Linked DNA regions of Zea mays: region 1 is linked to region 2. Evidence: chromatin contacts called from public Hi-C data. All regions are on one chromosome and are shown on one strand. Each heading gives the region's core, a stretch centred on a gene start, on an enhancer-like site or on the middle of the called end of the contact. The rest is flanking DNA. Distances are from core to core; before and after follow the strand shown.

Region 1 (6,284 bases), core at 1,687-4,186, 130 kb before region 2:
CCTCAGCTTTAGCACATTGCGAGCCTCATTGCGCTCTTTCTCCCTCAATTTGTTCTCTTTTTGAAGCTTGTGGATGAACTGGTTCATTGCAACAATTCTTGAATTGAGCATTGCAGATGACTCCTCGGAGCTCATTTTGTCCCTAGGTGTTGCGGCATGAGCAGCACGGATAATACACTTTGCCTTGGCACCATATTCTAAAGTAGAAACTGTCTTGTGCAGTTCCTTTGGGTCAGGACTAGCACACAGAATCATTAGGATTTTTGATTTGTCATCCTCGAATGAATCCTGAAATACAATAAAGGAAATATTTAGATCGTCGCTAGAGAGGAGAGGTTGTATCAACAAATGTAGATTTTTGTAGTAGTGTACCTGTAGTAGCATTGTGAGCTTGCTGTCCCTAAATGGAACATGGGAATCACCATTAGCTATAGATTCAACCACTCGCTTCAAAGCAGTGTTCCCTTGGTTGATTTTTGCTGTCTGTGGAAAATTTAGCGACATTATAGATTGCACATGTAATAAAATATTATAGGCTTTTAAGAGTGGTACAACTCATGTGGCAAGATCAGTGTCAAACGATCTATTAAATACACTCCTTGGAAGCAATTGTTCAGAATGCAATTGGAAGTTTGGAACACATAGATGCTAAAGCATACAAGAATCTGTTGCATAACACACCTGCATCTTGGCTTCAAATCCCGTTTGACCTGCTGCTTCTATGTTTTCAGATCCAGCCATGTCCACAAGCATCAACCTTCCTCCCACAGCTGGGACATCCAGGATAATCTATAGATGCAAAGCATAGTGTGAAAAAGCTTGATTTTTTAAAAATGAATGCTGACAGTGCTGGTGGCTGAATGCAACAAACCACGCAATGGCTCCGTGAACTTCTCTCATTACAAAGTGTGCTCTTCACAGTTCTTCGCTTTTCAACTTTAGAAACTTCTCTTGATATCCTTCCAGGTTCATTTCCAGATATATAGGTTGCATTCTTAGCTTTCTTCCCCATTACTTCTAGTCTCGCCTGTCCATAGATACAGAACTGTGAGGCTTCAACGATACACTGATTTACATCAATCCATAAATTTACATTGACAGAACAAATGAATGACAACATTCATAATCTTGAAATTTGCTCTCGCATTTCAAATTATAACTTGTGACTTGTGAGCACTTCCTAATTAAAACCTGGGATGTTCAGGATACAATCCCAATAAAATATTACAATTTCAGTGCCAAATGACAATCTGAAATACTGGCCACATAAAAAAACTCGACCTGTGGGGTAAGACCGGCCCCACGACGTTAGACCTTCTCACACAAGTCGAGAAAACCTCCGAACCCCTGTCACACCCATACACACCGGTACTGTAGCCCATGTGAGAACGACTGCGACCAAGGCCGGGCCTTAGACCTGTGCTTTGTCGTGGAACAGACGATGGGATTTTATTAACCACGGCCTAAAAATTCGCTCCCACGGGGAGTCGAATGCAGGACCTTAGGAGTGCTATTCATACCACCTAACCAACTCGCATTTACAACACACTAGCAAAGGTTTTTATTTATATTTAAGTATATAAAGTATAAAACATAAAGACATGTGTGTTCTGTTGGCTAGGTAAGTGTAAACGTGGGTTTAGAGTCAACAACCATGGTTCAAATTCTAATTTGTGCATAATTTTACATTTTTTCAACTTAAATGTGGGGGCACAACGATGGTTCAAACCGTGGAACCAAGAAAACTGATACTTTAATATAGTAGAGATAAACAACAAAAAAATCACAGCCCGTGAAAAGTATCTAGACAATTTAAGATCTTTTCTGTTTAATTCATGTTATGTCTTATGAGCACTTCATTATCAGTTCGTGCGACTTGCCAGCTGAATACCGAGAAAACAGTACTAGTAGTACCTAAGAATAGCGCCTAATACAAAATATTTTGGTTTATCAGGGTTACAATTACAGTACCTGATTCAGTTTAGATTCACTATATCGCACTGAAAAGCACCAATTACTTATTCTGGAGCAGATTCCTAATAAAGTATACTACCAGACCAGCAAATTGGAATTCACATTTGAAACCACATTAGAGCTCAAATTGCACGCACATAATCAGCAAACTAAAGCGTGCCATGTGAAAAATAGCCAGCGTAGATCACCTTGGGGGCGTTTCCTTTAGCAGCGGCCCCGCTGCCCACGAGCAAATCGTAGACCTCCTCGTTATAGATCTCCAGCACCGCGACCTGAACGAAGAGGCCGGCGTCATCCTCTGCAGAGTCGCCTTCGCTACCTCCGCCTCCCTCCAGGATGTCCCTGAGGGCACGGTACACGATCCCGGGCTGCCTGGCGCAGCCGAACATGGTGTGGCTCTTCCCGGACCCCGTGGGCCCGTAGACCATGACGGTGCACTTGGCGCCGACCCGGACGCCCTGGATCCTGGAGCGCACGAACCGGCGGTAGAACCCCTCGAGGTCCTCCTCCTCCGACACGGAGACGCCGTCGAGGGTGAAGTCGCGGCACCCGCCGGCGTCGCCGCGCACGCGCACGGCCGTCCCGCCGCCCGCGAACTCCAGCGCGGACGAGACACCCGAGGCGAGGTTCCGGATGCGGCCGATCACCTCGACCGGGTGCTCCGTGGCGCCGCCGTGGTTGGCGTTCCTCGGGGTGGCGGCGGGGAAGTGGAGACGGTGCTTGGACGCGGGCGTCCTGAGGGGCGTCGCGGTCGCGCCCGTGGCCTGAGGCGCCGGCGCCGGACGTGTAGGCGGGGTGGGCGGCGGCGCCATCGGGGTGTGTGTGTGGGATCAGCTGAGCTAGGGTTTCGGGAGCAGGTACGACCTGGGGATCCGCTGCTGGTGAGCCCGTGCTCCGTAGACGGGCGAGCTCTATGGTTCGTGGGAGCCCGTGGAGAGGAAGGGGACGCGGCGAGGCGAGAGATGGAGGAGGGAGCGCGGTGGAGATTGGAAGCCGGGGGGGAGAAGGGGAAGGGATTTGAAATCGGAGTAGCCGTTTGGGGTCCGGGCGCTGCGGCTGTGCAGTAGCCGTGCAGCTGTAACTGTAGCCTGGTTTGGACCCTTTTTGTTTTGAAGGCAAGCTGGACTGGAGGAGGCAGAGGGTGAGGGATCACGAGATGTGTGCTGCGCGCGTGGCGGGGTGCCGCTGTATAATTTGCGGTGCGGGTTAAGAACTGTGTACACTTGTTAGTAAGGACAGTAATTAACAAGTAGGAGTAATTGGCATTTAGATGCTGCAAATCTAATCTGAATTTGAAATTAATTTCCAGCTGGTCTGGAGTACTGCGAAACACACGTGCACTGCTCTGGTGAGTCCGTTAACTTCTAACACTGAATACGCATGATAATTGAACGCCGATAACGTCTTACACGCACCGAACTTGTGAAATTAAAAAGAACATCCGGAGAGAACAGTGCCAATTAACCAGAGGACGCAGCCTAGGGAGATAGGGAACCTAGAGCTCCGCCCGTCTAACGTCATAATCCAAGTCTAAGGCCCTGTTTGGCACAGCTGGTGCTTGTTGAAAAAGCAGCTTATCTGAGAAGCTGGTGAAAAGCAGCTTCTGCTTATTGGCTGCTTTTAGTGTATTCTGAGAAGCAGCTGAACTGATAAGCTGCTGCAGAAGCTGCCTGTTTGGCAGAACCTCTGCTTAAATTTGTGAAGAAGCTGAAAATAAGCTGTGCCAAACAGGGCCTAAAACATGCTAACACGCATACAATGTCGCTGGACCCTAAGGCCCAACATAGAGCCCACAAAAGCCCCCTTTTCCTTTCATTTTGGTACCTAAATAAGCCCACGGGCGCTCGTTACTGTACTTGGCATAATCAGCGCGTAGGCTATCATCATCATCGCAATTCATAAGACATCACAGACGCTCCTTTCCATAGCCTATAATAATAAAGGTGTGTTTGGTTGGACATACAAGAAGAATGGAAGGGGCGGCCATATTTTTTATAGTGTTTGGATAAGAGTCACGTGAAAATGAAGTGAACACTGGAGCAATTTTTTGTGACATCATGGTATAAAAAATCGAGGGGACGTTGTCGCCCCAGGACTCATTCTATTTTGACTTAAAACCAAACACATCATAGAAACGCCACACTTTTGATAAACTACTAACCCGGCGGCAAACAGCTCATCGCCAGTCTGTTTACTGCGTGACGCTTTGGGGTCGCCCGCTGTCTGGTGCTGATGAAGGCGAATAGGAATATAGACGATGCAAAAGCTTGGCCCAGCAGCATCAGCCGGGGCTCAGCAGCTGTCCTGCTCCTGCTCGCCTGGCATGTCTGCCTGCCTGCCTGCTCATCATGGAAGGAAGGAGAAGGCACGCATGGTCACATGAGCAGATCTGCCGATGAGCTGAGGCGAGAGCGCCGCTGCCACTGGGGGAGTGGGGACCAGTCCCAGGCCACACACAGGCAGTTACTGCCACACATCTTCTAAACTAGTATATACTGCATCACGGTCCCCGTTACACGTAGGACAGTGGTCCAGTTTCACCCCTGATGAACGCTGTGCGGCTGACGTGGACGCACTTAAGGGCTTGTTCGGTTATTCCTGTCGCATATGGATTGGATGGGATTGGAAAAAAATATGAAGGATTTTGACTTGTTTGTGATTTAAACCCATCCAATCCCACCCAATCCATATGGATTGAGAGGAAAGCGAACAAGCCCTAAGGGGGGCACACGAGCAGTAACAGCGGAGCTATTGGCGCCAATTTCCCTCCAGCTGTGTCTGTGCGCGGTGTGCCCGCCCTGGCCCTGCTCTGCTCCAGTCCTGCAGCAAGGAGATCAGCCTAATGCTGATCCCAGATCTCAGCAGGGACAGAAGCATCCGATCTCTGCCGAGTGGCTGATGACGCCGGGCCCGTACCATGCTGCTGCCGTGCCGCATCGGCTCGGCAGGCACCGAGCCCAATCGGATAGGATAAGACTTAATCCGAAGCACTCGTCCGGCGAGTCGGCGACGACCAGTGAATGGCGCCGGGTTTGGTTTGGTTTGGTTCGGGCGGGCCGGGGATGGAGGCGATTTGTCCGCGAAGGACCGCCGAACGACCGGCGACTTCAGCGCTGGTTGAGCGCGCGATCTGGTGCAGCTTCATTGCTAGTAACAGCGACAGGCATGTTGTCTATACAGAATTGTGAATACAATTTCTTACTAGCTGTTTAGCCAGACGGAGGACAACAGTAGGATGATTAGGGTTCTCATATTAATATATTATTTTTTATATTGATCAAAATGAAAACTAATCAACTCATTAAACTTGTAACCTGCTACTTACGGGGGAGAAACAACACGAGTTACTATCTCAGAATAGAGAGAGTGGTTAATAATTAGGTTATGTTTGAATGCGCTACAGCTAATAATTAGCTGTATTTTAATGTACTAGAGCTAATAGTTAGTTGATAAAATTAGTTGAACATATTTAAACAGTTTAGCTAATAATTTAGCTATTAATTATTTTTAGTAAATTGGTAAATAGTTAGTTATTTATTTGTTAGCTAGCTAATTTCATTAGCAATTTTTAACCAGCTAACTATAAGCTCTAGTACACTTAAACAATAGGATTCAGACAATTGTTTATTCTATGGATAGAAGACTGGTTGTCCACAATGTTCAATAAAGAGCATTTGATGGATACGTTCGTACGTCGATGAGGAGATTTTTCTTTGTTTTATTTATCTACTTATTATACTACACCACGAGACACGGGAGTGGAGCGGAGTGGCAGATCACGGATAATCAAAAAAGGGAGCTAGTAGTGGATAAGAGTATATATGCCTTTACCAACACTCTTGCTGTCACACCATTCATAACAGCATTCGCAAAGAAAAGAGAGGGGGAAAAGGAGAGGATAGTGAGTAAAAAAGATGTTGGCCTGTGATCCCTGGTGCTACGGCCAGTTTAACGAGAGTTTTATCAGCGTTTTGTTTATAGTTAGGGCATGCTCCAAACTTTTAGAGCTAATTATAAGTCAGCTAACGACTAAAAAAATTGGAATGTATTTGTACCTAAAAAATTCCTTGATATATCTCGTAGAGTTAGCATTTGCGATATTTGTATTTTTCTCTTATAGTTAGAATTTATATAGGCCTACGTTAGTTATTTAAGCAATTCCATGTGTGCCATCGAAAATTATAACCATTCCTTGTGTGTCACTAACCCCACATGCTATAAGCCAATCAATAGCACACAGTGAATAAGTATAAAATATGATGATGACAAATATGGAATTTTTCCATTATTTAATGTGGCCTATAGCATTA
Region 2 (5,868 bases), core at 469-2,968:
TGACTAGCCTGGGCTTCCTCTATTATTGGAAGCCCAGGGCTCTTAATATATAAACTATATATATGCATATGTATGTATGTATATACTTAAAATTTTTTGACTAAATTTTGCTGCTACTTATATTAGTAAAATACTATTAGTGGATCTACACTTGCCCTTATTCATTCCTAGCGCCAAAAACAATAATGCACTAATTTATATTTTTTAATAATCCTACTATTTTCATTTGTTTAGTTAAATTTAATGAACTGAAGGACTCTTGTTGGTGTTTTGACCCGAGGGTCCTATCAACTAGTGAATTAGTATTGTGTGTCCTGATCCAGATGGTGATGCAAGTAGACACAATCTTTATCCTGGTTTGGGCAAGAGATGGTCCTACTTCCAGCAGAGGGTGGATGAGACTTATATTACTTGCACGTAGGTGCTTGTAGTAGGGGATACAAGCCGATCTAGAGACGGAGAGGTTCCCAACTCCCTGTTGATTGAGGCAAGTGTCAATATCGCTGTGGAGGGTGAAAATCGGTGAAGTGTTCTCCCCGAATGAAGCCCTAGATTTTCCTATTTATAGCCTCAAGGAGTGTTCCCAGGAGCGCCACGGTTTGTCGTGCATGGGAGAGGAGACGAGTCTGAGTCCCTGTAGCCGGTATGATCGTCGGTATGACCTTCGTATTTGCTGTTGACTTGAACCAGGAGGTGGACGTCCGGTCCCTGTATTTGCGTCTTGACCAAATAGAGAGTCGAGACCAGGATCTGGGGCTCAGACGCGTACCCGTGCCTGTCTAATGGAGGTGTTGTCTGAGTCGTAGTGGTTGAAACAGTGGTAAGTATGGTGAAAAGCGCATGATAATTCGTCCCGTATGGCGTAAAGTAGACTTGACGTCGGTCCTGTAGCCATCCCATTGCCGGCAGCCTTCGCGGAGGAGTTGGTGACGTCCTTTGGTCGATGTTATCTAGGCCGAGGTCAGACTCGGATGAGACGGAGCTCGGGGCATGTAGTCATACAAGGAGGGGTTATTATAGTTGTCGGAGTGGCCTCCTGCGAGATTCAGGAGTTGTTGCCGGGGCAGTTTGCCGAAACCGAGTTCATGGGAGGTGGAGTTTTCTCCGAGGTTGAGACCGACTTTGGGCGAGGTGGAGTTCCCTCCCGAGGGTGAGACCATGCTCTGAAGTATGCACGTCCCATCCAGAGTTGTTTGAACACAATAGACGGCGTGGGGGCAGTGTCCGTTATTCCCGGGCGTGCATCATTATAGTTGGTGAAAGTGGATGGGACAGCGGTCCCATCGCATCCTGTTTAACTGCGGCGTCACGTGGGGTTGGTATTCACATTAAATGCTCATATCTCCACGGTTCCCGTGACCTTTGTGCAAGTCGGGGCTCGGGGTTGTCCCTTGTCCGAGATGGACTCGGGCGAGGCGGAAACCGCCATTTCGTGAATAGGAAACCTCGGGCAAGACGAGGATTTCCCAGAGTGCTACTCTTGCTCGAGGACAGGCTCGGACCAGACGGAGTTTTGAGCGACCGTCGAGTGGGGTCTCGAACGAATCGTGGCTCATCCTTTCTTGACCTTGAAAAATTTGTCTTATGATTTTTTAGTTAGATATTAATCATGTTTAGAGGTATAATCCGGGTACCCGGACCCCGATACTCCACAACTCTATTTTTTTGTTATCGACAAAAAAAAATAGTGTAGACCCCTTGGAACTTGTTTTCTTCTCTCTTCCATACGGGGCTATCTCGAGAACTGCAGATGGGCCCAGCACTACAGTCCCACCTCAAACACTCCCGCTCAAACAATCTCGAAATTTGAAACAACCCTTCCCCTAATTTTCAAATCAATCAATCAAGCAATCCCAAATCCAAATCAGAGCGACCTTTCCTCTCGCCCCATCTTCCCCGAATCCCCGGATCCCCCAAACCCTAGCACTGCATCCCCTCCCGCTATGTCCTCCCGCCTCAAGGATCGCGGCGGCGGCAGGGCCACGGCCGCGGCCACCCGCCCGCTCACCCCGAAGCCCTTCTCCATTTCGTCATCCGCCCGGCAGACGACCGCCGCCGCCGGGAAGGAGAACACGGCGTCCAAGCCGTCCAAGCCCACCTCCGCCGTGCGGTGGTCCACGTCGTCGCTCCCGCGGGCCAGCAGGATCCAAAGCTCGGTGGACTCCTCCAAGCTCGCCTCCACCCTCAGGGCTCCCGTGCTGCCGGGGAGGACTTCCATCAGTAAGGATCCCGTGGTGGAGGCAGGCTTGCGGCGGAGCGTCAGTGGTGGGATCAGGGCTTCTTCTGTAGAGAAAGGGAGGAGGTCGATTAGTGTTGTTGGATCCAGGGCCTCCGAGGCTAGGAGAGGGAGTGCTGGCGCTGGTAGTGATGACACTGGTAGAAGGGCGAGGTTTGATGCGAAGGCGAAGGGGTCGGATGAGATCAGCAGGAAAAGAGGTGACCTTGATGCCAAGGGGAAGCAGACTGATGAGATTGGCAGGAAAAGGGAGAGCTTTGATGCAAAGGCCAAGCAGATCGGTGGGAAAAGAGATAGCTTTTGTGTGAATGTGTTGAAGCAATGTGATGAGAACAAAGGGAAAACAAATGCATTCGTGACTAATATGAAGAAGCAATGTGAAGATGTTGGTGGGCAAATAAAGGGCTCTGATTCAAAGGTAAAGGCAGCTGAAGAAATCAATATGAAGAAAGAGGGGCCCAATAAATTGATGAAGGAGATGAATACCAAAAAGGCTGATCCAGGAGAGGCTGCTTCCAAATCTGTGGAATGTTGTGCCATCCAGAAGGATGACGATATAGGCAAGACTTCTGTCATCCCTGTTTTCACTGTCCATGTGGTGAATTCAAATGATGTCCCTGATCCAATAAGGAAACAGCAAAAGAATAATGAAGAGGGCAGGAAGCAGGAAGAAAAGGTAAAATTGGCAGACAGGATAGGAGTTTTTGAGAAAGTGGCTGCAGGTGGGGAGGGAGGGTCAGCAAAACCCGTGTCTGCTATGAACAGGTACCCAAGCAAATTACATGAGAAACTAGCCGCGCTGGAAGGGAGGGTTCAGAAGATTGCTACCGATATCAAGAAAACCAAAGAAATGCTTGATGAGAACAACCCGAATGAGCCAAAACAGATCTTGTCAAATATCCAGAAGGAAATCACTGCCATTGAGAAGGCAATTTCTCATGTAAAGGATGATAATAAGATACAGCTGGGTACTGCAGATAGCAGTGAATGTGAGAGCTCTCACCCTGAAACAGCTGAAAAATGTACCATAACAAAGCCAGGTAACCTGAAGCAAGCTGGAAAAGGCTTGAATGCTGATGAGCTGGAGGCAAGGTTCTTTCCACACCACAAATTGTTGAGGGGTCGCATATCTTCAACTTCTACTCAACAGGAGTTATCTGTGGATGCAAAAAAAGATTGTAGTGGAAAAACAAGACCTGCCGCATCTGATCCTGGCGATGATGAGAACAGTATAGCCATGGAGTTTCTGGCTTCTTTAGATGGGGAAGAAAATGATTTCTTCAAGGATCGTCGAGCTAAGAAATTGGAAAAGAATAAAATATGTGAAGTAGCAGATGCTACCAGCAAGACATCAAGTCAAGGTAGCACAAAGAATCCAGTTGCTCCCAATCATAAGGATGAAGTTGAATTGCTTGCTACAGAGGAGCTAGAAGAATTTGATGATCAGGAAAACAAGTCATCCATGATGTTACAGGAAGAAACTGAGGAGTCATGCAATAGTCAGTTATCGGGTATAGGAAACAAGTCTTCAACTGGTGGATGGTTTGTTTCAGAGGGGGAAGCTGTGCTTCTTGCTCATGGAGATGGCACATGCTCCTATTATGACATTGCAAACCATGAGGTATTTGGTTATTTGCTACCTACATTTGCTCTAATTTCATTTTTGATTGGCATTTAATTACATACCCTGAGTGCTCACTTCTTTCAACTGAATTGATGCAGTTCAAATCTGAGTACAAGCCTCCCAGCTTGGTATCAAATAATACGTGGGGCGATTGCTGGTTGATTCGTGCCCCAGGCGTAGATGGATGTTCTGGTAGATTTGTTGTTGCTGCATCGGCTGGGAATGCATTGGAGCCTGGGTTTTGCAGCTGGGATTACTATACCAGAGAAGTAAAATCATTTCATGTCGAGGAGGAAGCTTCTCAAACTTTTGCTCCAACATCCAGGGCTATTCTTGGTGCTCTCTCTAATGTAGGCTCATCAAGATCCAGCTCTGCGCTGTCAAATACAGAGAGGCAGCAATGGTGGTATAAACCATGCGGACCTCTCCTGCTATCTACTGCTAGCAAGCAAAAGATGGTCACAGCTTATGATATACGTGACGGTGATGTTGTGATGAAATGGGAAGTTAGCAATCTAGTAATGGGAATGGAATACTCCAGCCCACTACAATGGCGTAGCAGGGGGAAAGTAGTAATTGCTGGGAGTGAATCAATAGGGCTGTGGGATGTGAATTCACTTAACCCACAACCCTTGTTGTCTGTTGCTTCTGGTAAGAAAGTGTACTGCCTTCACGTGAATAACACTGATGCTGAGGTGGGCGGCGGAGTGCGTCAAAGGTAAATCAGTAAACCTTATATTACATAAAATGCATCATGTATTAGGTTTATTATAGCCCCTATCAAGTTTACCTCAGCTTGGGCTATTAAAACTTGGAAGTTTTCTTCTTTTTAGTATCAACAGAAGCAAATATCTTGTCATGCTGTTGATGACATATCTGATTGTGTGAAAGAGATGTACCAAAATATATTCTGTGACATCTGCCCTGGTCAAATCATTTAACACACCTGCTTGGTTTTTTTGACAGGGTTAGTTCATCTGAGGTGGAAGGAAATGATGGTGTTTTCAGCACACAGGAAAGTGTCAATGTATTTGATTTTCGTGTACCTGCTGGCATTGGGCTTAAAATAGCAAGACATGGCGGCACAGCAAACTCAATCTTTTCACGTGGGGACTCGGTATTTATTGGTAGCACAGAAGGAAGGCTGCAAATAAAAGGAGGGTCAAGATCACGAGTTCAGCAATACTCGTTGAGAAAGGGGAAACTTGTCGCCACCTATGAGTTACCCGAATTCAACGCTCATATCCATCACTCTGCGATAACCCAAGTATGGGGCGACTCAAACCTTGTCTTGGCTGCATGTGGTATGGGGCTGTTCGCCTTTGACACGTTTAAGGAAGACACGCAGCCAACCTACAGCTTTGACCGTGGAAACACCATTGCAGCGAGAGAAGCTATTGGCCCTGATGATCTGTACTGTCCTACATTTGACTACTCATCATCAAGGGTTCTTCTCGTCTCAAGAGACCGCCCGGCACATTGGAGGTACTTGTAGGCTGTAGCTAGCTATTTCTTGTTTATTTTGTGTGCAACATGCCATGTAATATATGCACTTTGTTTATGCTTCACATGTGGTGTCATCTGCCGTGTCAACCATCTCGCGCTTTCACTGTAATATTATCTAGTTTTTACCCCTGCAATTATAAATTATTTTCAGTCTTCTGTACTTCTCTCTTATTTTGTGCCTTGCATGTTTTCATGCTGTTTCTCATCTCTTGGTTGAAACACTATTTATGGAAACATGGTTCAAATTCTGTTTGACCACCATGTATTTTCATGCAATATTTTTCAGTCATCAGTTCCCAGATACATTCATAGGTTAATGAATCGACGAAGTCAAGGATTTGTTAGTCGATTAGCATGCAACAATCCTCAATCAACCAATAAAGAGTAAACGCACATCATCTTTCCTGACCCTGGCGCCTCAACTACACGGCACCGTCTGAGCTAATTCCATCTTTAAAAATCTGCAGCGTCTTGCTCTTGTGCAGTTATGCTCTCTGATTTG

Evidence for each region. A called contact is a pair of places that touch in the nucleus more often than the background predicts.
Region 1: a Hi-C map of ear shows a contact between it and region 2, with 3 times the contacts expected there. The contact joins the promoter of LOC100273492 here to the promoter of LOC100383852 in region 2. A contact is called at or near these places in 7 of 25 Hi-C or Micro-C datasets (ear, leaf and tassel) and 1 of 3 datasets of contacts at active chromatin or transcription factors (leaf).

The regions. Positions count from the first base shown.
Region 1 is chr4:177,206,929-177,213,212 of Zm-B73-REFERENCE-NAM-5.0, reverse strand. LOC100273492 (P-loop containing nucleoside triphosphate hydrolase superfamily protein) reads right to left here and starts at 2,936. Exons shown (of 6, transcript NM_001320081.1): 1 at 2,163-2,936; 2 at 872-1,027; 3 at 682-789; 4 at 373-483; 5 at 1-288. The coding sequence starts at 2,786.
Region 2 is chr4:177,077,414-177,083,281 of Zm-B73-REFERENCE-NAM-5.0, reverse strand. LOC100383852 (Transducin/WD40 repeat-like superfamily protein) reads left to right here and starts at 1,718. Exons shown (of 3, transcript NM_001176482.2): 1 at 1,718-3,857; 2 at 3,959-4,578; 3 at 4,827-5,515. The coding sequence starts at 1,944. The coding sequence ends at 5,355. It overlaps LOC103654129 (phosphate transporter PHO1-2), which reads right to left. Exons shown (of 14, transcript XM_008680959.4): 14 at 5,612-5,868.